Linked DNA regions of Ovis aries: region 2 is linked to region 1. The links are chromatin contacts, called in public Hi-C maps. All regions are on one chromosome and are shown on one strand. The core of a region is the stretch at or near the end of the contact, and the rest is flanking DNA. Distances in the headings are between cores, read along the strand shown. Region 1 has its middle 420 kb from the start of NCAM1. Region 2 has its middle 29 kb from the start of TTC12.

Evidence for each region. A called contact is a pair of places that touch in the nucleus more often than the background predicts.
Region 2: a Hi-C map of omental adipose tissue shows a contact between it and region 1, with 5 times the contacts expected there. The contact joins two enhancer-like sites. A contact is called at or near these places in 8 of 16 Hi-C or Micro-C datasets (hypothalamus, liver, mixed tissues and 4 more).

The regions. Positions count from the first base shown.
Region 1 is chr15:22,737,988-22,741,368 of ARS-UI_Ramb_v3.0, forward strand. No RefSeq gene overlaps it. Among named protein-coding and RNA genes, the nearest start is that of NCAM1, 420 kb to the right of the region's middle. Within about 2 kb of position 1,879, at least 10 of the 54 cell types and tissues checked have an H3K27ac peak or open chromatin away from gene starts, as enhancers often do.
Region 2 is chr15:23,538,985-23,542,308 of ARS-UI_Ramb_v3.0, forward strand. No RefSeq gene overlaps it. Among named protein-coding and RNA genes, the nearest start is that of TTC12, 29 kb to the right of the region's middle. Within about 2 kb of position 1,912, at least 5 of the 54 cell types and tissues checked have an H3K27ac peak or open chromatin away from gene starts, as enhancers often do.

The sequences.
Region 1 (3,381 bases), core at 629-3,128:
GCTTTTGAACTGTGGTGTTGGAGAAGACTCTTGAGAGTCCCTTGGATCCAACCAGTCCATCCTAGAGGAAATCAGTCCTGACTGTTCATGGAAGGACTGATGCTGAAGCTGAAACTCCAATACTTTGGCCACCTGATGAGAAGAGCTGACTCATTTGAAAAGACCCTGGTGCTGGGAAAGATTGAGGGCAGGAAGAGAAGGGGATGACAGAGGATGAGATAGTTGGATGACATCACTGACTCAATGGACATGAGTTTGAGTAAATTCCAGGAGTTGATGATGGACAGGGAGGCCTGGCATGCTGCAGTCCTTGGGGTCGCAAAGAGTCGGACATGACTGAGCGACTGAACTGAGCTGAATGGATCTCAGGATTGCACCAATCCTGAGAAGGAAACAGGAAAGAAGGTTATTATTTTCAATTTTTAGGTTTGGAAAGCAAAGTTTAAGTGAATAAATGACTTATCAAGATTACAAGATGAATTAAAAGAAAGCTGTCTTATCAGTAGGCCAGGGCTACAAAAATGGTTTTAACGCACTTGCTGCAATGGTTGTTCAAATTCATATTCTAGTCCCCAAAGGCTTCTGTTCTGGATGAACACTCCTTGGGAGACCTTCCAGGTGTTAGTAAAAGATCCTGAGTTCAGTCCACTCCAGGCCCTGACTTCAACTGAAACCCAACTAATTAAAACTTACAAAAGAACATTTAGATTTGAAGAATTCAGATTCAGCTGGAAGATTTCTGAAGGGTAATCAAACCGACACTTTCATTTTCCGGATGAGAAAAGTGAAGCCTGGGTTGGGGAGGGCGTTGTGATTTGGGCCCATTCCCAGCTTTGGACAGAAACCTCATAGCCTCAATAGACAGAGAAGAAAGGGCTTGGCTGTAACCTAGGAGAAAATGAAGCTGCAATAACAGAGAGAAATCTTTACAAATCTCAACCAAATGCTTTTTGTGGATTGCAGTGTTGATTCGAATGTTTTGGCTCCTACCAAGTTTCTTGTCCATCTTAAAGACAGACTTGTGCTCATTCGCTGATTCCTTACGTAGTTAACCTGACTCCTTTCCTAAGCTCCCTGAAAACTCCAGATCAGCAGTTCTTTGATTTGCTCTGTCCTCAGAACAACCACTCTAGGTAATCACAAGCTTGCATAGAAGGAAGTTATGGAATCCAGGGCTGGCCCCTTTTGTCTTCCTTCTTCAAGTAAGGGGCATACCCACCACCTGAGGGCTGAGAACTGAGGGCTGCCCGGACAGACTGACACACCCTCTCTGAGGATGGCTCTAGGGATCTGAGTTTCTGTTTCTTAGCTGAAGGCTTCCTCCCATCACCATAGCTACATCTCTCATCCAGTCTGGCCACTGCAGCCTGCACGGGGAGCTCAGAACAGAGCAGTAAAGCCATCCACAGCCCCAGCCTTAACTAAGTCTTTGTAAGGATCCCAATGGCAGTTTTGATTCAATAGCCAAATAAACTCCAGAACATTGATGACCCACAGGCAATGAATATTTAAACCTTTCTTTTTTCTCTTTTAATCTATGTTAAAGAGGAATAGTTACACACAAGGATATTCCAGGGTGATTGAGCCATAATCCTACCTACAGGCCACCCGAAGATTTGCTGCCCTAATTAAGCATCGCTTCTCTCAAAATCTATTCCCAGCATTGTTTTCTAAGGTGCTAGTGACTGAGCGACTTCACTTTCACTTTTCACTTTCATGCATTGGAGAAGGAAATGGCAACCCACTCCAGTGTTCTTGCCTGGAGGATCCCAGGGACGGGGGAGCCTGGTGGGTGGCCACGACTGAAGCAACTTAGCAGCAGCAGCAGCAGCAGCAGCAGCAGCAGCAGATCATCAAAGGCCTCCAAATCCACTAGATGGCAGTAGTCGGTTGATCAAATAGAGAGGGCCTGCCTAGAGAAGCCAGATACCCACAGAGCAGCCAAGCTCTAGGATTTATAATCAAGTCCAGAATATCTAAATATAAAGACGCTCTCTCCCCTCCTCCATTCCTTGAGGGTGACTCTTACTCTTTTTAATTATTATTTAAGATAACAGCTACTCTGGACGAGGCTATTTATGCAGGACTCTGGCAGAAAAGAAATAGAGGCCTGTATATATTAGCTCGGGGAGTCGTTTCTGAGCTGCCCCTTACTGAGTCAAGATGAACTGGAGGCAGCTGTGAGCTCCTACTGCAAGAGGAAGATTGCGCCTTTGCTCCTTCTAAGCCACAGCTCTCCAGGCATTCCAATCAGGGACCTCAGCCAGACCATGAGCCCCAAACCACAGCTTACCACACAACTGTGCTGAGCTCTGAACCAAGCCCTAATATTAATTTATGAAACCACAAAGCGATTACAAAGTTGTGTTCTATTTTTCTTCTGAAAACCCCCTATTGAAGAATGAGTTTGAACCGGAACCAAGCCTACATACTTCCTAGGACTTTTTAAAAAGATTATTAAATTTTGTTTTTTATTTTACATTGGAGTACTGGCTTAGATGGTAAAGAATCTGCCTGCAATGAGGGAGATCCAGGTTCCATCAATGGGTCGAGAAGATCCCCTGGAGAAGGGAATGGCTACCCACACCAGTATTCTTGCCTGGAGAATCCCATGGACAGAGGAGCCTGGTGCGCTATAGTCCATGGGGTCGCAAAGAGTCGGACACGACTGAGTGACTAACACTTTCACTTTCATAGTTGATTAATAACGTTGTGTTAGTCTCAGGTGTAATGCATATACATGTATGTATTCTTTTTCAAATTCTTTTCCCATTTAGGTTATTACAGAATATTGAGCAGAATTCCCTGTGCTATACTGTAGGTCCTTTTTGGTTATCTATTGTAAATATAGCGGTGCGTACATGTCAATCCCAAACTCCCAAGCTATCTCTCCCTCCCCCTATCTTGCCTCCCTGGTAATCATTTAATTCATTCTCCAAGTCTGTGAGTCTGTTTCTGTTTTATAAATAAGTTCATCATTGCTGTTGGTAGTCACTAAGTCGTGTCTGACTCTGTGACCCTGTGAACTGCAGCACCAGGCTTCCCTGTCCTTCACTATGTCCCAGAGTGTACTCAGACTCATGTTCATTGAGTCGCTGATGCCATCCAACCATTTCATCCTCTGTCACCTCTTTCTCCTCCTGCCCCCAATGTTTCCCGGCATCAAGGTCTTTCCCAACAAGTCGGTTGTTCGCAGCAGGTGGCCAAAGCTTTAGCTTCAGCATCAGTCCTTCCAGTGAATATTCAGGGTTGATTTTCTTTAGGATTGACTGGTTTGATCTCCTTGCAGTCCAAGGGACTCTCAAGAGTCTTCTCCAGCAGCACAATTTGAAAGCATCAATTCTTCAGCTTTCTTTATGGCTTAATTCTCACATCCATGCA
Region 2 (3,324 bases), core at 662-3,161, 800 kb after region 1:
ATAAAATGTTTTAAATTAAGAAAAACAACCTCAGAAGTAGAAACAATTACAGGGGAATGGGCATCAGATGTAATACTCTCGGGGCTCAAGCAGAGCCAGAATGAGAGGGAACCTGGCTTTACCAACTAGCAGAAGACTACTGTCTCAGGGCAGCCCTGGAAGTGGACAGTCAGATCCTTAAGCAGAGGCTGGGTGGCCCTCCCCAGGCACAAGGAGAGGAGATGGTACGTCGGATGCACAGAAGATTCTGTTCAGATTCTACTCCTTTGATAGCAGCGACTCTGAGCTCCTCACCACCACTGAAGGTGGAGGAAGCAAACTGCCAGCGCGATCACCGCAGCTGCTGGAATTCACCTTCCGGGGACAGACTGTTGCTTAAGTTCCAGTTGGAGCAGAGGGACTGGAGCCAGGAAGAGACTGGGCTCTCCAGAGAGGTGAGACTTCCTAAGACGAGTTTCACCTGCCATTTTACCAGGACTTGCTGCTGCTGCTGCTAAGTCACTTTAGTCGTGTCCGACTCCGTGCGACCCCATGGACGGCAGCCCATCAGGCTCCCCCGGGGGTCCCTGGGATTCTCCAGGCAAGAACACTGGAGTGGGTTGCCATTTCCTTCTTCAGTGCATGAAAGTGAAAAGTGAAAGTGAAGTCGCTCAGTCGTGTCCGACACCAGGACTTGACTCTACCCCAAAGACACTCCAAACTCAAACATGCTCCAAGAACAATGGATTGTAGCATTTACTCACTTGTTCCGTGTTTATTAAGGTCAGATATTTATCAAGCACCTATTGTGGGTCAGGCGTTGAGTTGGGTAGTGGAGGTACAGATAACATCCTTGCCCTGATGGCAGCCAGCCCAGCACAGTGGAAAGATCATGGACTCCAGAGAGCAACATGTATTCTGCCTTGGACTTGAGGCTCTGGTATGTCCATGCTGTGTGACCATGGGCAAAGCACTTAACCTCTCTGAGTAAGTTTGGCTTATCTATAAAATGCAAATTCCTACCTCACAAAACTATCTGAAATTTCAAAGAGGCCTTATCGTGGCACGTGATAAATCAGGATTAGTACTTACATTAGTCAGGGTTCTTAGCTGCAAGCAGCTAAAGCTGATTCTGGTGGATTAAACCAAAACAGGATTTTGCGAAAAGAAGACCCTGTGGCTCACGCCACTGTGGGAGGCCCGGAGATGAGGGCTTTAGAGCAAGCTTCCAAAAGTAACGCTTAAACAGAGCTGCAGAGCTGGCCCGATGAGAAAGCCACCACTGCCAACTCTCCCCCCAGGCAATGCCAGGCCCAGGTCGGGCACCTGGCCTTTCAAGCGCTACTGCCCACCCTTCAACCCCTCCTCTAAGAGAAATCTGATGCCTCAGCACTTTCAGCCCGAAAAATGGGTTCTGAGCAGAACTTCTCTCCTTGTGTTGTTTCCCTCTCTGGGAGTCTGGTCACAGGGCCCTGGGTCTCACCAATGGCCAGTAAGGAGCTGCAAAGAAACCTGGGGCCTGAGTATCCAGGCTTCCACCTTTGAGGGGATGTTAGGACTCAGAAGGCTGGTCCTTCCTCCAATAATGCAAGGGTGCTCAAAGAGTGCTTGACAACCAGAAGCCGGTAAATGTCCACTGGGGTCTCTTGCCCACAGTAGTCACCAAATATATTCCCAGCCTCTTGCCACGTCTGTGAACTCCTGGTGGACGTCCCCCCCTCCCAAGGCCTCTGTACCCTCACGGGGCAACCCTGACACACCAGACAGCCGTGGAAATTCTTTGTGTGCCTCTGTGTGCACGTGGGCCCCATCTCCAGCACAAGGGAGAGCCTCAGGCAGGAGGTTTGAGAAAGGCTGGGGCCCCGGACCCTCCCGGAAAAACCCAGATGGGTTGGGAGCTGGCTGGGAAGGGAGCAGAGTGGGCTGAGGCTGCCACCAAGTGGCCATCCTGAGAACGACAGGAGGGCCAGCCTTCCCTCCAATCAGGCTGTCTGGACAGAAGGCCCACCTCCCCTGGAGTCTGGGAAAGGAGCCCACCTCCTCCGCTCCACACCTCTATTTAGACGTCGAATTCAACAAACTCCGAAGAAGGAAATGATATCTAATATTGATTTGGTACCCTAAAGGGTGCCACATGCTTTCACACAGTAATAATGTTAGTATTAATATGTCATGCAAAAATGATTGTGTATTATTATGTGATAGTGATACTATTAATATTATTGTTAATATTGTCATGTAATAATAATTGCATTACCTAATTACACGACAATATTATTATCAGTAGTAACATTCAGTTCAGTTCAGTTCAGTCGCTCAGTCATGTCCGATTCTTTGCGACCCCAAGAACCACAGCACGCCAGGGCTCCCTGTCCATCACCAACTCCTGGAGTCCACCCAGACTAATGTCCATCGAGCTGATGCTGCCATCCAACCATCTCATTCTCTGTCATCCCCTTCTCCTCCTGCCCTCAATCTTTCCCAGCATCAGGGTCTTTTCAAATGAGTCGGCTCTTTGCATCAGGTGGCCAAAGTATTGGAGTTTCAGCTTCAACATCAGTCCTTCCAATGAACACCCAGGACTGAGCTCCTTTAGGATGGGCTGGTTGGATCTTCTTGCCGTCCAAGTGACTCTCAAGAGTCTTCTCCAACACCATAGTTCAAAAGCATCAATTCTTCGGCACTCAGCTTTCTTTATAGTCCAACTCTCACATCCATACATGACCACTGGAAAAACCATAGCCTTGACTGGATAGACCTTTGTTGACAAAGTAATGTCTCTGCTTTCTAATATGCTGTCTAGCTTGGTCATAACTTTCCTTCCAAGGAGTAAGTGTCTTTTAATTTCATGGCTATAGTCACCATCCACAGTGATTTTGGAGCCCAGAAAAATAAAGTCAGCCACTGTTTCCACTGTTTCCCCATCTATTTGCCATGAAGTGATGGGACCAGATGCCATGATCTTCATTTTCTGAATGTTGAGCTTTAAGCCAACTGTTTCACTCTCCTCTTTTATCAAGAGGCTCTTTAGTTCTTCACTTTCTGCCACAAGGGTGGTGTCATCTGCATATCTGAAGTTATTGATGTTTCTCCCAGCAATCTTGATTCCAGCTTGTGCTTCATCCAGCCCAGCGTTTCTCATGATGTACTCCACATATAAGTTAAATAAGCAGGATGACAATATACAGCCTTGATGTACTCCTTTTCCTATTTAGAACCAGTCTATTGTTCCATGTCCAGTTCTAACTGTTGATTCCTGAACTGTATACAGGTTTCTCAAGAGGCAGATCAGGTGGTCTGATATTCCCATCTCTTTCTGTTTATTATATTGTGAAAACTTTAAAT